Regions from separate parts of the Mus musculus genome. Here regions 1, 2 and 3 are each linked to region 4. The links are chromatin contacts, called in public Hi-C and promoter capture Hi-C maps. All regions are on one chromosome and are shown on one strand. The core of a region is the stretch at or near the end of the contact, and the rest is flanking DNA. Distances in the headings are between cores, read along the strand shown. Region 1 holds the start of Nt5c1a (5'-nucleotidase, cytosolic IA). Region 2 holds the start of Sf3a3 (splicing factor 3a, subunit 3). Region 3 holds the start of Hpcal4 (hippocalcin-like 4). Region 4 holds the start of Ndufs5 (NADH:ubiquinone oxidoreductase core subunit S5).

Region 1 (4,671 bases), core at 2,132-4,631, 520 kb before region 4:
TATTTAAATTATTCATAACAGTAGCAAAATTACAGGTATAAAGTAACAAGGAAAAATAACTTTAGAGTGGAGGGTTGCCATGCCATGAGAAATTGTGTTAAAGGGTCTCAGCATTAGCAAGGCTGAGAACCAATGTCCTGGAAGGTCTGTTGGCAGTTTATCATCTGAAGACAGTTCAGTTCCTGGAGTGCAGGAGGGCAAAACTAAGGAATCCCGACAGCCATGATCTCAGGGAGACCCGGGCAAGCCAGGAGAACAGTCAGAAACGCAGAGGTTGACAAGGACAGTGGGGCATCCATTCTCTAACCCTTCACACAGTGTCAAGGCAAAGCTCTGAAAGGGACTGTACATAAGTCTAAGTGGGAACATTTCATGGCTTGGGACAGACACCCAGTCCTGTTGGTGTGAGCCAAGAGGCATGAGTTAGGTAGGACTTCTGCTTTCAGATGAAACTACAGGGCATGGAGCATGCACCCCATAGTCTCAGTGCTCAGGAGACCTAGGCAAGAGGTTTGTCTTGAGTTTGAGGTGAGCGTTGGCTACATTGTGAGCTCTAGGACAGCTTTAGCTACTGTGTAAGACTCTGTCTCAAAATAAACAAACAGAAACAAAACATGAAAAAAAGTACAAGTTAAACAAGCTTAAGTGAACAAGGCTTTTTGGCTCACAGAATTAGAAGCTTGGTTCCCACTGGATCTGGAGACTCAGTGTGGCACCCTCTCCCACTACTTCCTCTCCCTCTCCTTCTCCTTCTCCCATCCCCCTCTAACATCACTGATCTGCACAGGCTTCTCTGTATTCCTTTACCTGCCACAGGGAAGGTCGGCTCTCCTGCTCACATTGTCCCCAGTTAAAACCCCAAGGGGTTAGCTGGACATGGTAACACATGCCTTTAATCCCAGCACTCAGGAGGCAGACAGAGGCAGGCGGATTTCTGAGTTCGAGGCCAGCCTGGTCTACAGAGTGAGTTCCAGGACAGCCAGGGCTACACAGAGAAACCCTGTCTCAAAAAACCAAAATCAAAAACAAACAAAAAAAAAAAAAAACCCAAACCAAACAAACAAACAAAAAACCAAGCAAACAAAAAGCAACAAAACAAAGCCAACAAACAACACAAGTTGGGGAGGGGGAAGTTTCCCAGCATCCATATGACTACTCAGAAGGAGTGACCCCGTCATCCTTCTGTCAGGCAGTAAGTCCAGGGACATAGCTGAGCACATGCTGTTCCTTGAAGACTGGGAAGATGGACTTATTATCATAAGTAGCCAAGGAAAGCAGGGGCATCAAGCGAAAGAATGGCTACCAACTTTCTTCTCTGGGACATCCATTGAACGGCAGAAAGAACCCCGTGGGAAACTGAGCTAACTTACATTTCCAGGACCCCAGCCCCGCTGCAGGGAGTAATCACCCCACTTCTCAACCATTCAGCCTTTAAAAAGAGAAAGTCATGGAAATCGGGAGAGAGCCACAATAGCCAGGGCTTACGGAGCTGTGACCAGAGGCAGCACCCTCGGGGCAAGGCTTCACTCACGGGGTCCTCTGTCCGTCCGTTCGTCCCCATATTCTACCTGGTGGTCACCTCAGTTGGCTCACAAAGACTTCTCTGCTCACATCCCTCTGTTTGAGGTGGAGTTTGACCACTCTGCAGGGGCTCATTTAGGTGGACGTCTAACACTTCATAACACCCACTGTCTTGCCTGAGGCTGACACCCAACCCCACATTCTAAAGAAAGGGAAATTTGACTTTCCCAGGTCATCCTTTCAAGCCAGCCACACAGATCCAAATTGCTGGGGATGGATTCCCTTTTATGTAAGCAAATCTCTCTCTCTCTCTCTCTCTCTCTCTCTCTCTCTCTCTCTCTCTCTCTCTCTCATACACACACACACACACCCCAATCCATCCAAATCTGGAAACATCTGAACTTACTTTACCAATCTTATTATTTTTTAACTTCCCCTCTCATTTACCCAAATCTACGCTACTGCTTTTCCAGTGGAGATATCTCTGTTCACTCCAGATAAAGGGTGGTACCCAAAGGCTCGGCTTACTGAGCTGGTGAGTTCACTGGGGTTACTAACATGTGTGTGGGTGAGGGTTATTTACAGGAATCTGAGCAACTCTGGAAACTGCATCACCAAAAAGCCCAGCACGGGTGCTGACTCAGGAAAACTGAAACACTGGAGTTCCCTGTGTGACCTGAGGGCAGCTACACCACCAAAGGTGCCCTTCCTCTCCCAACAGCGGGTAACTTTGATATCTGTATAACTAGGCAGGGACCCCAAATCTTTAGAATTCTCTAGGCTCCCCGAATCTTTTGAGTTTCTTGGGCCTCAGAGCCTCCCAGGAGGGAGTGTTTCGATCAGGAGGAAATAACTACAGTACAAAGTTTACTTGGTTCCTTCTAGACATGGTGGAGGCTGGACAGAGCTCCACTCTGTCCCAGGGGTCTCAGGCAAAGGAACCTCACCACCACCACCACCACCACCACCACCACCACCACCACCACCACCACCACCCGTCAGCTAAACCAATGTTTTTCAGGCATCTCCAATCCATGTCGGAGAGATGGCTCTGCCTTGAGGCAGATAATTCAGAGCTCTGCACCAGCGTGAAAAATACCCTGAAATTCCAAAATGCTAGGCTAAAATCCTTTGGGTTCTAGACTCCATTCCTCCCTTCCTTTCCTCACAACTGTAACCATCTCAAGTTCAGCGCGCGGGACTTGAAAATGCACGCCCCCTGCTGGCCAACAGGGGAGCCGACATGAATCCAGTCCCTTGGAATCACTCTTGACTGTGTCGCCCATTAGGCGAGCATAACATCGCCTTAGATTCAAGAGCCCCTTCGCCTGTGTAAGAACTGTGTCCCACACTTTCCCCTACACGCAATGAGGCTTCCTGTTCATGAACCAGGCTGTCCATCCAACACTTCCCTGGGTCCAAGGATAGACTGGAATGTGGAGAAAGGCGACGGATCACGCAGGGTCCAATGCTGGCATCTGATAGGGGTAGGAGACCTGTTAGTTTGGAGGAGCGCTTACTATTCATTTTCTGGTTTGGGCATTATCGTGTTAGGAGGGGAAAATGTTAGGCTTCCTCCTCTCTCGGTGCCCTTGAACTTCATCCCCGCAACCCCGAAGCCGCAGTACTCCACAAGCCTGGCTCCACTCGGCCTGCTCCAGAAAGCAGACTGCACCTGCTCCCCATTTGCTTCAGACCCGGGTCGGTCGAGGAATCAGAGTTCCCCTAAATGCCAAGAGGGCGGCTCGGACCTGACGGTCCCCCCCACCCCCCACCCCCGGCGGGCGGGGCAGGCTCACTCGCACTCCCTCCCGGCCCTGCCCGCCTGCCTCTCCCACCCGGGACGCGCCTCCCTCCCTCAGCCCGGTGCCGAGAGCTCCGCGTCTCCACTGCTGTCTTCTCCCGCCGGGCCGGATAGAATCCGAGTCGGAGCATGGAACCAGGGCAGCCCCGGGAGGCCCGCGAACCCGGGCCAGGGGCAGAGACCGCCGCGGTACCGCGCTGGGAGGAAGCCAAGACTTTCTATGACAACCTCTCGTCCAAGAAGAAACCCAAATCGGTAAAAGTAGGGCTTGGATTTGGGGGGACACGGGAAGGGCCATTTCTAGGGACGGGTCTCAAGCCCTTTGGAAAGGGCCTCGTGGAACCCCTCCCGAAGGTGACAAGGCTCCTCCGCCCCAGAATGTGCCCAGCAGTTGGCTGGGGCTCCAGTTTATTTTGGGAGCTCTGCTATAGTGGCAGTGCCTCCGCACCCCCTCCCCCCAATCCCGGGCTCAGGTTCTACTCCAGAATACCCCTCCCCCATGCTGTCATCAGGGGCCTATCCCCTCCGGCGCTGGCAACCTGAACGCGCGGACTGCACTTGTTGGCAGAGCTGGTCAGCAACCCGGGAGCAGCGCCCTGGGCTCCGTAACTCCTAACTCGACTCTGGGAACCCGGTTGCTCGCTGGGCTCTCAGGTCTCCTCCATCTGTGCAGTCAGTTCAGCTTCCTGGCCCAAGCCTCGGCGTTTGGGCTCTAACTGAATACCCAGACCCCGGGGGATCAGGTCACTCTCCCTGCATCTTAAAGGAACGATTACTTGCTCTAGGCTCAGGGCTTTGCTCCCAGGCTCTGGAGCTCCCAGCGCTGGGCTTTGCACCTTAGACATTGCTTCTGATCTCAGTGGTGGCATCAACCATTTGCAACTTCACACAGAGGCAAGCATTCCTCTTCCTCTGTTAGGAAAGTTCATGATACCTTAGCGTTGTTCACGCCTCTCCGCCTTAGACCCAGGAACTTGGGCAAGGGATTGAGAATAGAAAGGGACCCAAAGGCGTTACACAAGGACTTCCAGTCCGACCTTAAAGCATTCCACTGCTTCACTACAACGACTTTACCCAGGAGGCTACCCCATCCACAGTCACCTCTAGGCCTTGGCTCATCCTGGTGACAGAGATATTAAGTGTGGTCTGCCTGTCTCAGGAGTTTGGAGTGTGACCACGGAGGCTCTAGAGATGGTGGATTCTCAGGTAAAAGATCCTACATGCTGTGGGAGCACTGGGGGGGAGGGGGTGACTGCCACTGAGAAGGCTTTGGGATAATGACTTTTGAGCTGATCTTAAAGCTTCAGTGGGTGGGATCTCCTGGGAGGGTGGGAGGGGCAGAGGAG
Region 2 (4,696 bases), core at 99-2,598, 1.0 Mb after region 4:
TGTATGTGTATGTATATATGTATGTGTGTATGTGTATGTTTGTATGTGTTTTGTTTGTTTGTTGTTTTGAGATAGAGTCTTATCACATAGCTCAGGCTGAACTTGAACTTGTTCTCCTCTTGCCTCCATCTCCTAAGCGCTAGGATCACGGGTGTGAGCCACTTTGCATTGCGCCGATGCCTCTTTCCTGGTGCATGCACTGTCACACACTTGTAATCCCAGCTCTCTATACTGATTCACTCTCTGCCCCTACTCTGTTTGTTTGTTTGTTTGTTTGTTTATGTTTCGTTTGGTTTGGTTTCATGAGACTGGATCTCTATGCAGCCCTGGCTGTCCTGGAACTCACTATGTAGACCAAACTGGCCTAGAACTCACAAAGATCTGTTTGCCTCCACCTTCTGCCTCTTCTGCCTCTGCTTCTTCCTCTTCCTCCTCTTTTAAGGAAAGGCAGTCTAGATTTCATTTTCTAAGCCATACAGTGGCTAGGTGTGGTGGCTCATACCTGTAATTCCAGCAAGTGGTAGGCGAAAAGCAGAAAAATAAAGAATTACATGGAATTGGGGCTGGTGAGATGGCTCAGTGGGTAAGAGCACCCGACTGCTCTTCTGAAGGTCGGAAGTTCAAATCCCAGCAACCACATGGTGGCTCACAACCACCCGTAATGAGATCCGATGCCCTCTTCTGGTGTGTCTGAAGACAGCTACAGTGTACTTTACATATAATAAATAAATAAATCTTTTAAAAAAAAAAGAATTACAGAGAATCAGAAGTTAACCTGTGCTGAACAGCAAGCATATCATTGCTTGAGTGTACCACGTTTTTCTTAAAGACTCCTCTGCCAATAAACAAAGGTTGTGTTCAAATATGTATGAGTTTTATTAAGAACAAACCCACCACCATCTCCACTTTACTGACAAACACACTAAAGTCCAGACAAGGGGAAAACATCACCAGAGGTCACACACTGAAAACTACTGCTGCTTCCAGTTCCCCTTTCCGTTCTGTATCCTTCAACTTATCCGTTCCTGCTAGTGTGTCCCTGCCGGCCCAGCTTTCTGCAGCAAGCCCCGGGCAAGCCAGCTGTCTCTCAACCTCAGCCTACAGGATTCTTGCAGGCTTCTTAGAGACAGCCAGCTTTCAACGCGGAGGCAGCGCTCCTTCAGACCCCCAGCCAGCAGGGGGAAGCGTAGCCACGGTCGCGGATAGCACCCGCTTGCTCTCTTCGTGGTGTTCCTTTTTTCTTGAGTCCCCCAAGACACTTCCGGGACACGCGGAACTTTGGTGCAGCCGGATGCTGCGCGCTGAGACGCTGGCTGAAAGGCGGCAGGCGGTGTTTCCGGCAGTGTTAGTGGTCCGCCTTGAAACGCCGTGGCCAAGGGAAAATGGAGACAATTTTAGAGCAGCAACGGCGCTATCATGAGGAGAAGGAACGGCTTATGGATGTTATGGCCAAAGAGATGCTTACGAAGAAGTCCACGGTGAGTGAGCCGTGGTCCGGGCCGCATCAGGAGGCGGGCCTGGGTCCTTTGCCGAGCCCTCGCGCTGTATTTGGCCTCGGAGCTTCTCTGCGCCCCATCCTCACCCTCCTCCTAAGCTGGCTCGGCACTCTGGCCTCGTTAACGTCCTCCGAGGGCCCCTCAATCTTCCTGCTTCAGCCCCTGGGACCTAAACCAATAAGCGCATCACCCCTCGGGTGCTCTTTCCAACTGCTAAACTCAAAGTAACAACGTATGTGTTACCGTTTGCCTTTCTGCAGCTTCGGGACCAGATCAATTCCGATCACCGCACTCGGGCCATGCAAGATGTGAGTGCGCCGCCGTCCGCTTCCCCTGGGGTCGGGCTGGGCGGGAAAAGTGCAGGCTGGGAAGGTTGAGTGGCCCTGCGTGATTTCTACCCCTGAGTTCTTAGACAAGCCCCTCTAGGGTACCTAATCAGATGTCCTATCTCTGCCTCCCAAGTGCTGGGATTAAAAGTGTATGCAACCACCTCGGGATCAAGCTGTCTCTTAAAAGTGGTGGAACTTTGAAGACCATGTATCTCATGAGTTTTCCTTGGGTTTTGCCAAGACATCCTTTCTTGTTTACTTAGCCCTGTGGTACAAATTTGCTTCATTCTGATGGCTTTGCGCTTCTGTTTCAGAGGTACATGGAGGTCAGTGGGAACCTGAGGGATTTGTATGATGATAAGGACGGGTAAGTGACGGTCACATCCCTTCTAACAATTAGTGCTTTTGAGGAGCCCTGGTGAGACCATGGGCTGTGTGCTTTATGCTCTTCGGGTTTGTTGATATCTTGCAGACTGCGGAAGGAGGAGCTCAATGCTATCTCAGGACCCAACGAGTTCGCTGAATTCTATAACAGACTCAAGCAGATAAAGGAATTCCATCGGAAGCACCCAAATGAGGTAAGGCCTCCCAACTTAGTGTCCTTAGACCTGGCCGTTAACAAAAGGGAAAGATGCAAAGGAAATGGAGCTATGCCATGTAGATGTCACTCCAAGAAAGAACGTGCCACTTCACTGCATGTTAAGTGACATCCTCTTGGCATCCCTCTGCAGTAAGAGAACACGGTGAAGCACTAGGGCTGCTTCACAAGAATGTCTCCTACTCAATATACTGTGCACCTAGCTCTGCCCTGAAATCTACCAACACAGTGGTGCTCTGTTCACTTGCAGAGGTCGTTACCCCTTCAGGATTCATGTCCAATGCCAGCTTTTTCGTAAAATATCTCTTGGACTGCCTCCTCCAAAGGAGCCCTTCCTTAGCATGCTGTGTTTTGTGCCAATCAATGTCTGCCCGGCTATGCAGCAAGGGAAGTGGAGAACACTAAGTAGGCAGCTCTGTACACTCAAGGTCAAAGCCAAAGCAAGTCTTAGAAGCCCAGGCCTGTGTGTGCCTGAGACATCGCCAGGCCCACCTGAACTCTTCTCCTTCCCTCAGATCTGTGTGCCAATGTCAGTGGAATTTGAGGAGCTGCTGAAGGCTCGAGAGAATCCAAGTGAAGAGGCACAAAGTAAGTAATGGTTACTGTTTCTTCCTGGGGCTTCAGGCCATTCTCAGCTATAGAGCTAGGACCTATGGCTTGGTTTTTTTTGTTTTGTTTTGTTTTTCAATCTGTTTTTATTTTGTCTGTGTGGGTAATTTGCCTGCATATATGTTTGTATACCGTGTGTGTGTGTGTGTGTGTGTGTGTGTGTGTGTGTGTGTGATGGCCTCAGGAAGCCAGGAGAGGGAATTGGATCCACTCCGACTGGAGTTACAAATGGTTTTGAGCTACCGTGTAGGGACTGGGACTCAAACTCAGGTGCTGTGCAAGAGCAGCCAGTATTTCTAAATGCTGAGCCACTTCTCTAGGTCCTAGAACGTCGTGTCTCTAAAAACAAATAAATAAAGGCTGATTGTGGTGGAGTATACATTTAATCTCAGCTCTCAGTAGTTCTCTGAGTTAAATAAATGCCAGACCTTTTATTTTTTTAATTGTATGGTGAGTTAACATCTTTTTTTTTTTTTTTAATTTGTTTATTTGTATCTGCATTGGTGTTTTGCCTACATGTATCTGTGTTTGAGGATGTCAGATCTCTGAGTGGAGTTACAGACAGTTGTGAACTGCCATGTGGGTGCTAAGAATTGATCCCAGGTCCTAATGAAGGCCACTCATTGCTCCTAACCATTGAGCTATCTCTCCAGCCCCATTTTTTTGTTTTGTTGTTTGTTTTGATGTGACAAGGTGTCTCTGTATAGCCCTGGAACTCACTCTATAGATCAGGTTGGCCTCGAATTCAGAGATGGCCTGCCTCTGCCTCTCTAGTGCAAGAATTAAAGGCGTTAAAAGTGTGTACCACTGCCCAGTTTGCTTTCTCTCTTCTTTTCTTTTCTTTTCTTTTCTTTTCTTTTTTTTTTCTTTCCTTTTCCTTTCCTTTTCCTCTCCTCTTCTCTTCTCTTCTCTTCTTTTCTTTTGTTCTTTCGTTCTTTCTTTCTTTCTTTCTAAAAGATGGGATCTCAGGGCTGGAGAGTTGGCTCAGTGGTTAAGAGCACTGACTGCTCTTCCAGAGGTCCTGAGTTCAATTCCCAGCAACCACATGGTGGCTACAGTATGCTCATATAAAGATAAGTAAATCTTTTTTTAAAAAGAAAGAAAGAAAAAAAGGGATCTCTCCATGTAGTACTGGCTATCTTGAAACCTGTTTGGACCAGGCTGGCCTCAGACTCACAGAGATATGTGCTAATAATCCTGGTTAGTCTGTTTATTAGTTTGTTTGTTTAATTGTGTATGTGTGGTGTGCATACAAAGGCGTATGCGTAGGGGCATGTGTGTCAGGGACAACTTTATGAAATTAGTTCTCTCCTACTTTTACCTGGGTTTTGGGGTATGACCTCAGGCCTGAGAATGATCTAGCTGGCTTTTCTTTTCTTTTTTTTTTTTTGGTCAGGGACATACTATGTATTTCATACTGGCCCTGAACTCTGTTTTTTCGATGACACATGCCTGTATTCCCAGCACGTAGGTAGAAGCAGGCAGATGAGTCTGCGGCCAATGTAAACTACCTGAAACCCTCTGTAATCCCCACCTTCTAGGACCTCAGGAATTGGTAGCTGGGTTCCTACACTATATTGACACCCTGATGATCTTGCACAAAATGCTTCTTTGTGTTCTCTAAGCTTAAAGTGAAAACCTACCTCTGTCATTTGATGAGAGCA
Region 3 (4,474 bases), core at 1,131-3,630, 530 kb before region 4:
ACACCTGGCTCAACCCCTGTAATTTAACGCCTCTTTTCCTTCTAACCGAAGCATGACATTTCCAGTGTGGTGTACAAAAGCAACTCTAGCACATGGTTCTTTTTCCTTCGTCATAATTCCATGGATTTGTTCTTCCTGTAGCGCTTCACTATCAACATATACTTGCCTCACTAAGTCAAGAACTCCCAGTTTTCACTTACAGGAAGACTTTTACAGCTTCTCTTTGAGACATCCAAATTGCCAGAATTCCTGTTCTGGTTGGGCTATTAAGTAAAACACACTCACTTACAAATACTCACTAGCATAGCTGATCTCAGTAACTAAGGGACAGATGGTATATACAGAGTGGATATGCTGGACAAGAGGACAGAGGCTTAAAAGGAATGGCAGATTTCATTATGGCAATTAGGACAGTCTACCGCTTAAAACTTGTGGATTCTGTGTTTCTGAAATTTCCCATTTGGTGTTTTGGGCTGTGACTGATTGCAGATAGTGGAAATTGTAGAAACTAAGACCACAAATAAAGATGTACCGCTGTGAAGTTCTAGCACAACGTAAGCTTTCAACAAAGTAAGCTATTGTTAGGGGCGCTGGAGTCCAAGGAAAGCCCTTGGATTCATGTCTCTATAATTCTAAAACAATCACACTTCCTTTATTCTCCTTCTCTTCTCTCCACTGAGTCTCTAGTACCAGCTCCCACATTATACAGACTGGGAGGTCGTGGATGAGGGAGGGCTTGCTTGAGATCATATGAGGGTCCCTAGAAACAACCAGACTCCATTTTAGGTGTTCAGGTATCACTTCCAGCAACCCATATTCTCCTCACTTCCCTGCACGTTGGGTTATAGTTAACTGTAACCAAGCACTCTTGCTTACCACTTGAGGGTTTAAAGCACGGAAGGTACCCGAGAAGGACTTAAGGCTTTTAAGGAACTTCATGAGTCACCAACCAAAGATGCCATGGATGTATCTCCTCTTTGACTCGAACACGGAGCTCCCAACCGTATGCTGCAACCCCAGAGAGAAGGCATATCCAGCTGCTAGAACGGGACAGCGCAACTGGCTTAAGAGGAAATGGATAGCTCTCATAAGGAAGACGCGGGTCCTACTGGTTTCCCCTGGCTGTGCTTTGTTTGGGAGTTTCTAAGACCAAATCTCCAAAAACCGGTTCTTTGCCTGTCCTTAGTCCCCCAAACAGCGCTCATCTCCACCATTTGCTGCCTGGACAGAAATCCGGCCTCTTCTGCATCTGCAATCCCATTTAACCAATCCCCCACGCGTCCCGCCCCCACTTTTGGTAGATCCCTTGAAGTCCCTCCTCCGCACGTGGCCCAGCCCAGGGATCTCTGCTCCCCTTTCGCCCTGAGTTTGGCGTTAGAGCTCTTTCCCACCACCTTGGGTTGTGAGCTCTCAGACACCAGTACATCCGTGGCGACTGAGCGGGCTGTGACGAGACCCCCAAGTGCGGAAAGGAGGTGTTTTCGCCTCCCTGAAACCTTCCAGACCCGTTCAGTGTAAACCGCCTCTGGTTTGTGTCAACATCCGAGGCCGGAGACTGGCGGCGGCTGGGAACCGGCTCCATCTAAGCGACGGGAATGCGGGAGGGTGGGGAATGGAGCAATGCTTGGCGTACTGTAAAGGCTCCTTCTGGAGGAGAACCAACAAGTCTTTTTAGGGGTCCTCGAGAAGTAAGGATAGAGCCTGACAAGAGATCTGACTTAGAGTTGTGGGGGTGGCTGGAGGGAGCCCACGCCCTCGTGTGTCTAGGTAGAGGATACTTCCACATCCACCCAGCTCGTGCCGCACCCACCCTCCCCTCTGCTAAACGGCGGGAGAGGAGTGGGTGTGGAGGGGCACTGGTGCAAAGCCGCGAGTTCTTGACCACCCCATCTCCCCTTTTCCACCTTGCCACTCCGCAGCTCCTCATTGATCCCCTCCAGGTACGGGCAGGACAAGAGACGGGGTCGCATCTTATGAATCACCCCCTATCTTACCCCCACCCCCGCTGGGGCCCAGGAAGAGAAGGCTTAGAAATTCAACTGTGGTTCTTCTGTTCCCATAGCAACGGTGCGGTTGTTTTTTGCGAATCCACTTTAATCATCGGTACTTTTCGCTCCAAACTGTGACCCAGGCTCTGAGCCTCAGGGTTGAGGAACAGATGGGGGTACAGCCCTCTACAATCCTGGCGACTCCGGGAAGGTCAGCGCGGGCGGACGGGCGGGGCGCGCTCTTGTGGTAGCCTAGACTCACAGGCCACCCCATCCCCACCTGAAACCCTGCCTGTCACTCGGTGCCAGCCGAACCAATCGATGTCCAAAGTTGCTGAGAGGAGGCGGGTCTTATGCAAATCGTGTCGCCTTCGAGAAGCAAATAGTGATACAAGAACTGGGGAGGCGGCTCCGACGCGGACCCTACAGAGCCTGTCGTCCGCCTGATAGCCAGCCTTGTCCCCGCGGCCGCCCAAGCTCGGAGCCATCTAGCGACTCGGCGAGCGGCCTCAGGTAATGAGGGTGGGGCCGGGCCCTAGAAGCAACCTCGCGGGGCGGAGGCCCTGAGCCCCTCCTCCTCCGCCTTCCACTCCCATCCTCATCTGCTCAGATCCATCTTTCTGACCCTGGGTCTGTCATAGGTGGACAGCCATCTGGGAAGCCCGCCTTGGGCCAGGAACTTTCACTTCAAGCCGGGTCTCCAGTTCAAGAAGGAGGTACAGCTGCCTCCTTACCCCCAGCTCAGGTAAGAACAACCATTCCTCTGGCTCCAGTGCAAACACACGCGCACGCGCGCGCACACACACACACACACACACACACACTCTTACTTGGGGGTGTGTGGTGTCACTGGTGCTAGAAGAGAGGTTTCAGTCACCCTGTGTTCTCTTGCCTCTAGAACCAAGCCTCATGGAAACCTCTACTTGGAGGTAGCCCACACCGACACCAATAGTTCACTGTCATTCCCATCTCAGGGTCTTGTTCCCCAAAAGACCTCGATAGCAAATTCATTCTCTGACTACACTCTCTCTGCCCCTTATGCTGACAGCTCACAGCATACCTAAGGAAAGGATGAAGACCCCTGAGGCTCCTACTCCAGACCCATTCACCATCTCCCTTCTAGTAGCCTCCCAACTAGACAGGGGTTCCACACTCTTCTTCCTTTATCTTGCTTGGAGCATAAACCAGGGTTGCTCCTCCCAGAAGACCACCCCATAGCTCTAGCCTTTAAACCTCATCATCCCTCACACAGGAACGCACCAGGTCCTCTCTCTGTAACCCGGTCTTCTCTGTTCCTTTTGTGCCTGTTGCTCCCTCTCTCGGCTTCCTGTTGTTTGCAGAGATGAAGCCAAAGATGAGTCCATGTGGGCTCATTTTCTCCTTTCCCTATGTCTGAATGAGAAAGCAGAAGAGTGCAAGCCTTGCCTTCGCCTCGATCTCTGCTTGACTTTAGCCAAGGCTTTTCCCTCTCAGATTCTTCATGAGATAGGCAAAGAGCAGGACAGAGGAGGGTTCGATGAGATGGTCTTGAGTAGCCTTCCAGGTCTGACATATTCTGGTTCCACAGCTGATTACAGGAGAACAAAGCCCTGTTCAAACCATTAGGATATTTCTCAGAGGAGACCTGAGAGGCCCCATCCATCACTGTAGGGACATCCTTTTCACTCAGGCCAAGGTTCAGGCTACTCCCTCCTACATATCCTACAGCCTCATTCTCTTAGGGGCCTTTCCAGACCACCAGGCCACCCTGGCATGAAAGCTCCAAATTATAGGTGGTCAACACAGCTCACCTTGTATGAGTCACTTTTGCCTTTTATTATGAAGGGGAGGAACAAGACCTGGTTGTTACTGCCATTGCTGCTGCTTGTGGAAGAGCAAAGGGAGGAGAGGGAAAGAGAAAAATCTCCTGACCAGGGAGCTGTTGTCACCATGGCAACCGCTTCAGCACCAGCTTCTCTGAAGCTAGGCGAGGGTGTGGGATTATTGCCTCCTTCAGTCCCTCCTACTTTTTACTGTCATCTCTCCACTTGAACCCCCTAACCCCGGACCCCCTAGAAGAAGCCTCTGAGCACAGAGGAGGGGGCAGAGATTTTTGAAGCAAGGAGTACCTCCTCAAGTGAAGCATAGCCCTCCAGAAGGTACGACTTCAACAGAGCACGCACCCACATAGGCGCTGGTCTTTGCTTTGTAGCTGATGGGCTCCAGTTGACCTTGGGTGAACCTTTCTCTTCCCTGACTCTGAGTTCTATTGTCTTTGAAGTAGGCTTGATAGGAGATCACAGACAAACAAAACAGTGTGACATAGTACCAAGAGGAAGGGCATGTTGCTCTTCTCTCATAATCTAAGTGACATTCACTGAGCGTGACTATAGCCTAGGCTCTGCCTCCAAGCTTCTGCGGGATGCTCAGGTGCAGCAGGCACAGGAGAAAAACTTCCAGAAGACAGACTTAGAAACAATAAGAATCAGGAACCTTTCCCCCTATCC
Region 4 (4,779 bases), core at 2,085-4,584:
CAAATCTGAGTTCAAGGCCAGCCTGGTCTGTAGAGTGAGCTCCAGGACAGCCAAAGCTGCATAGGGAGAATGTCTCAAGCAAACTAACAAACTCCAATCAATCGAACAAAAAATATATTTGCAGTTACAACTGCAACACAGAAGCAGGCAAAATGATTATCTAAAGCCAAAGCTTCCTTCTCTAAGATTAGGGCCCACACATTATGCAATTCATTCTGTTAAGACCTTTGGTCAAACTTGCCTAAAGCAATGTCATTAATGAATGCCTCTACCTTCTTCAGAAACACATACAGTTGGCCACACTATGTTTACTATGCTAGATCTACAAGATTTGACAGTTTCTCCAACTGAGCTTTGGGGCTCAATGACTGTGAAACAGTCCCACCCCGGAGTTTTCTTTTTAATTTTGTAAAAATTATTTTCTGTTACATAGATGGCTGTGTTGAATGCATGTATGTCTGTGATCTACAAGTGTGCCAGGTGCCTGTGGAGGCCAGAAGATGGTGGGAGTTACAGATAATTGTGAGTTGCCCTGTGGGCACTGAGACTGGAAGAGCAGCCAATGCTGTTAACTGAGCCATCTCTCCAGCCTCTGCTGTTAACTGAGCCATCTCTCTAGCCTTTGCAAAACTTTTCAAGAACAACCAACCAAAGCCAGTGTGGATTCTTGCTTTACAGACTACCAAAAAGGCAAGGCCTAAATACACATACAATTCTGGTTATAGCAGAAGACAAGAAGAAGAAGCTAAGAAGAGGAAGAGCTGGCCCTCCTCAGATCCAAAGGGTCTGAACTGCCTACATGCCAGGAGTCTTCCCAACTACAAGTGAGCAGTCACTGTCCAAAGACCAACTGGACACACTGCAGTTGGCCCAGGGGCCTAGGGATTTAGCATAGTGACAGAATTTACCTAAAGTGTGCAAAGTCCTGGATGCAATCCCCACCAGGGCCAGAAGAGAGAGTAAGGGAGAGGGGAGGGAAGTAATTCAGCTCCCACCACCATTACTCTCTTACCGTTTTGTACCGAAGCAAGCACTCTTCGAAGTCATCGAACTCTATCTTGCACTCCTTTTTCGCCCGGGTCCCACCGATCCCGTGTGCACACTCTATCCACTCTTTTTCAAATGCGTGGCACCGAGCGGCGTTCTTATAGGGCTGTTCTGCGCTTAGGAACATAAAGTGCCGGTCCAGGCTGATGCCCAGCTTTTTCTGTATGTCAAGGAAAGGCATGGCTGTAAAAGAACACCCAGGAGACAAGAGTGTGATCAAGTGACACGCTTCCGAGAAGAAACGAGGAACTTCATCTGCCAAGCCCGAGGCCCCAAATCTCTTCTCACCAAGCTTTTTGTTTTTCCAGATAGCATCCCATCTAGCCCAGGCCAGTTTTAAGTCACACTGTAGTGAAAACAGCCTTGATTTCTTCATCCTTCTGCCCCACCTCCCAACTGCTGGGATTACCAGCCTTTTTTTACTAAGATGGGCTCTCCCAGAGTAATTTGGGGACTTTCACAAAACTCATGGACTAAAAACCCAAATTAATTTTTTTTCTTTCTATGTATAAGGTTATTTTTTTCAAGGGTGAAAAAAATTGTTTTGACTCAAATAAACAAACTAAAAGCAAAACAAAAAACAAAACAAAACAACAACTCTCCCCCAAAAAAGAAAAATGAGAAATAATATAAGCACACTATTTATTTACATTGTTCTATACATTCTTTCCATCCCAACCTAAATGACACGTGTCTTTGGACACTCTCTTGTGTCTCTCCTTTTATAGAAGTAGTCTGTCCTAGGCTGGAGAGATGGCTTAGAGGTTAAAAGTGCATGCTGCTTTAGCAGAGGACTCGAGCTGGAGTCTCAGCAACCACTTTGGGTGGTTTACAAGTAGCTGCAGCTCCAGCTTCAGGGCCGTATGATGTGTCTGGCTTCACGGAGTAGCTACACTCACATGCCCACAGTCATACATCCACACATAATTAAAACTTTAAAAAGTACTTTGTCCACCGGGCAGTTGTGGCACATGACTTTAATCCCAGCACTTGGGAGACAGAGGCAGGCAGATCTCTGAGTTCGAGGCCAGCCTGGTCTACAAAGTGAGTTCCAGGACAGCCAGGGCTACACAGAGAAACCCTGTCTCGAACCCCCCCCCCCAAAAGTACTTCGTCCATTACTGTAACAGTCTATTTACTTCTATGTTTTTCCTACTGCTTTTGTTTTGAGAGCAAAATCGAGCAGATGCTAGTTAACTGCTAAAAATAAATGAACAAGTCAAATTAAAATTTTGTAAAAAAATAAAAAAAATCAGGAAATCTCAAACAACTTACACGTACAACTATAAAGCAGTGGATAGATTCTGGTGCTCAGTAGAATATGACATACATTAAGCAAAAAGAACATATGGAAAATACATAGTAAAGTTGACATAGAACAAAATAATCCCAAACGACAAATGTGCTTAAGAATGGAAAGCAAGCGCAGCACCCACATCAAAACCATCCTGTACGCGGACATTTAGGTGAATTTAATTTATAAAGCTCCCTCCCATTCTTTTAGTCATTTACTGTGTATGTCAGAGGCAAATGGGGGAAACGGCTCATCATAAGCACTGGAGACCCACACTGGGAACCTGAGTAAGAATTCGGGGGAGGAAGCCATTGGGAGAATAGAAAAAGTCCCAGAGGAGGATCTACATCGCTCTCTCTCTCGCTCTCTCTCTCTCTCTCTCTCTCTCTCTCTCTCTCTCTCTCTCTCACACACACACACACACACACACACACACACACACACACACACACAAACATAGACAACAGAAGTTATGACAATGAGGACGGACAGAGGCTCTGGAGCGGCTGCTGAGCCAAGTGCACAACAGGAAGAAAGTAGAGGGCTCTGGGGACCAAAATCAGGATGTGGTGCACGCCTTTAATCTCAACACTTGGAAGACAGAGGCAGATGCTTCTCTGTGAGTTCAAGGCCAGCTTGGTCTACAGAGTGAATTCCAGCCTACACAGAGAAACCCTGTCTCAAAACAAAAACAAAAAGGAGCGGGATGTCAGGGTAGGAAGGAGGCCAAGGCAGGAGTCCGGCAGACGGTGGATTTGCTCCGGAGGGCCGGGGGTGGGGGTGACGACCTAGTTACGGGGTGAAGGGAAGGCAGGAGGACACGCCCAGACCTGGGCCACCCACAGAGAGAGGAAATGTGTCAAGGAGCTAATCCTGAACGAAACTTCTTGGCTGTGCGGACACAGCAGCGCCTACCGCACCTCTGCAGTGCCCTTGTCAGGTCCCTGGTGCAATTCCCGACCGCCGGCTGCGGGAGGACGCAGACGCCTGCCGTAAAGGACGCCCGCAGCACGACATCTCCAGAGCGACGCCGTAAATCAACCACCGGCCGAGGAACTGTAGAAACCAAGCACAGCGGGTCTGCGCCTGCGCAGCAAGCAGCCCAGCCTCCAGACGCTGACAGCTGATAAACCGACTTTCCCCATACTACTGCGCCCGGTAGTGAGTTCTCCCTTTCAGCACTGTCGTGACCGTTGATTGTTGTGCTACTTGAGCAAGGTCACACTCGAGAAAGAGTAGTGCTTCCCTCACCCCAAGGAAATGTGGTGATTAAAGCTCGTGTGCCGTGACCCCAAAACTTGTGTGACTGTTTCCCAGTTTCACGGTGGCAGTTTCCCTTTTTGGTAATAAACATAATAGCCGGGCTGGAGAGACAGCTCAGAGGTTAAGAGCATTTGTTGATCTGGGAGAGGTCCTCGGTTTAACTCTAGATTCAGGGGACCCAACATAGTTCTTCTAACCTCAGCAATACCAGGAGCACACACATGGTGCACATACATGAAGACAAAACTCTCGCACATAAAGTAAATCTTAAAAGAAAGATAATAGTGCCTAACGTGGTGGCTCAGGCCTTTAAATCACAGAAATTAAGAAACGGAAACAGGTGGATGTCTATGAGTTCTAGGCCAACTAAGGCTACATAGTGAGATCTTGTTACAAACAAACAGCTATAGAGTTACTATAGGGACTTCTTTATACTGTGACATGATGAAAACGTTCTTTGATGTATTAGCTGACATTTGCACCAAAGCAATCAGAAAGCTGAGACAGGAGGATGTATCCTCTTGAGTTCAAGGCTGGCCTGGCCTATAAGACAGATGCTGTGCCTGCGAATGAACAGTTTCTGGAGAAAATTCCCGAAGTCCATGTGGTGGGTTCAATAGGAATGGCCCCCATAGATTCACGTGTGTGAATGCTTGCCTCATAGGCAGTGGCACTATTAGGAAGGGTGGCCTTGTGAGAGTATGTGTGGCTTTGTTGGAGAAAGTGTGTCACTTTTGGGGAGGGATTTGAGGTCTCCTATGCTCAAGTCAAGCCTAGTGTGGATTAGTCTCCTTTTGCTGCCTGTTGATCAAGATGTAGAAATCTCAGTTCCTTCTCCAACACCATGCCTTCCTGCATGCTGCCATGCTTCCTGCCATGATGATAGTGGACTAACCTCTGAAACTGTAAGCCAGCCCCAATTAAATGGTTGCCATGGTCACAAGTCTTTTTACAGCAATAGAAACCCTAGTAAGAGAGTCCACAATTTATTAATTTCATTCAATCACTCCAACTTGCTCCACTCACCCCCTTCCATCGGCTGGATGTCCCATATGAAACTGGTTTCAGTTCAATTAAAGTTTTCTGAGCACTCAGCCTGTGTCCAGTCAAATATTGGCTCATTATGGAAGTAGTGAACCATACTCACAAAGTTCTAATGGCACGGAACTGATGGC

The links. Promoter capture Hi-C pulls out the DNA fragments that hold promoters and counts their contacts. Hi-C and Micro-C count contacts between places; a contact is called where the count stands out from the background.
Region 1: a contact with region 4 is called in a promoter capture Hi-C map of hematopoietic stem and progenitor cells. The contact joins the promoter of Nt5c1a here to the promoter of Ndufs5 in region 4. A contact is called at or near these places in 2 of 39 promoter capture datasets (cranial neural crest and hematopoietic stem and progenitor cells).
Region 2: a contact with region 4 is called in a Hi-C map of B cells, with 10 read pairs. The contact joins the promoter of Sf3a3 here to the promoter of Ndufs5 in region 4. A contact is called at or near these places in 1 of 39 promoter capture datasets (hippocampal neurons), 1 of 484 Hi-C or Micro-C datasets (B cells) and 1 of 115 datasets of contacts at active chromatin or transcription factors (large pre-B cells).
Region 3: a Hi-C map of B cells shows a contact between it and region 4, with 5 read pairs. The contact joins the promoter of Hpcal4 here to the promoter of Ndufs5 in region 4. A contact is called at or near these places in 2 of 39 promoter capture datasets (cranial neural crest and frontonasal cranial neural crest) and 1 of 484 Hi-C or Micro-C datasets (B cells).

Annotation. Positions count from the first base shown.
Region 1 is chr4:123,198,104-123,202,774 of GRCm38.p6, forward strand. It overlaps Nt5c1a (5'-nucleotidase, cytosolic IA), which reads left to right and starts at 3,382. Exons shown (of 6, transcript NM_001085502.2): 1 at 3,382-3,580. The coding sequence starts at 3,455.
Region 2 is chr4:124,713,513-124,718,208 of GRCm38.p6, forward strand. It overlaps Sf3a3 (splicing factor 3a, subunit 3), which reads left to right and starts at 1,349. Exons shown (of 17, transcript NM_029157.3): 1 at 1,349-1,478; 2 at 1,757-1,804; 3 at 2,140-2,192; 4 at 2,298-2,403; 5 at 2,939-3,011. The coding sequence starts at 1,383.
Region 3 is chr4:123,181,124-123,185,597 of GRCm38.p6, forward strand. It overlaps Hpcal4 (hippocalcin-like 4), which reads left to right and starts at 2,381. Exons shown (of 5, transcript NM_174998.4): 1 at 2,381-2,501; 2 at 2,630-2,733.
Region 4 is chr4:123,714,852-123,719,630 of GRCm38.p6, forward strand. Ndufs5 (NADH:ubiquinone oxidoreductase core subunit S5) reads right to left here and starts at 3,335. Exons shown (of 3, transcript NM_001030274.1): 1 at 3,262-3,335; 2 at 1,013-1,230. The coding sequence starts at 1,228.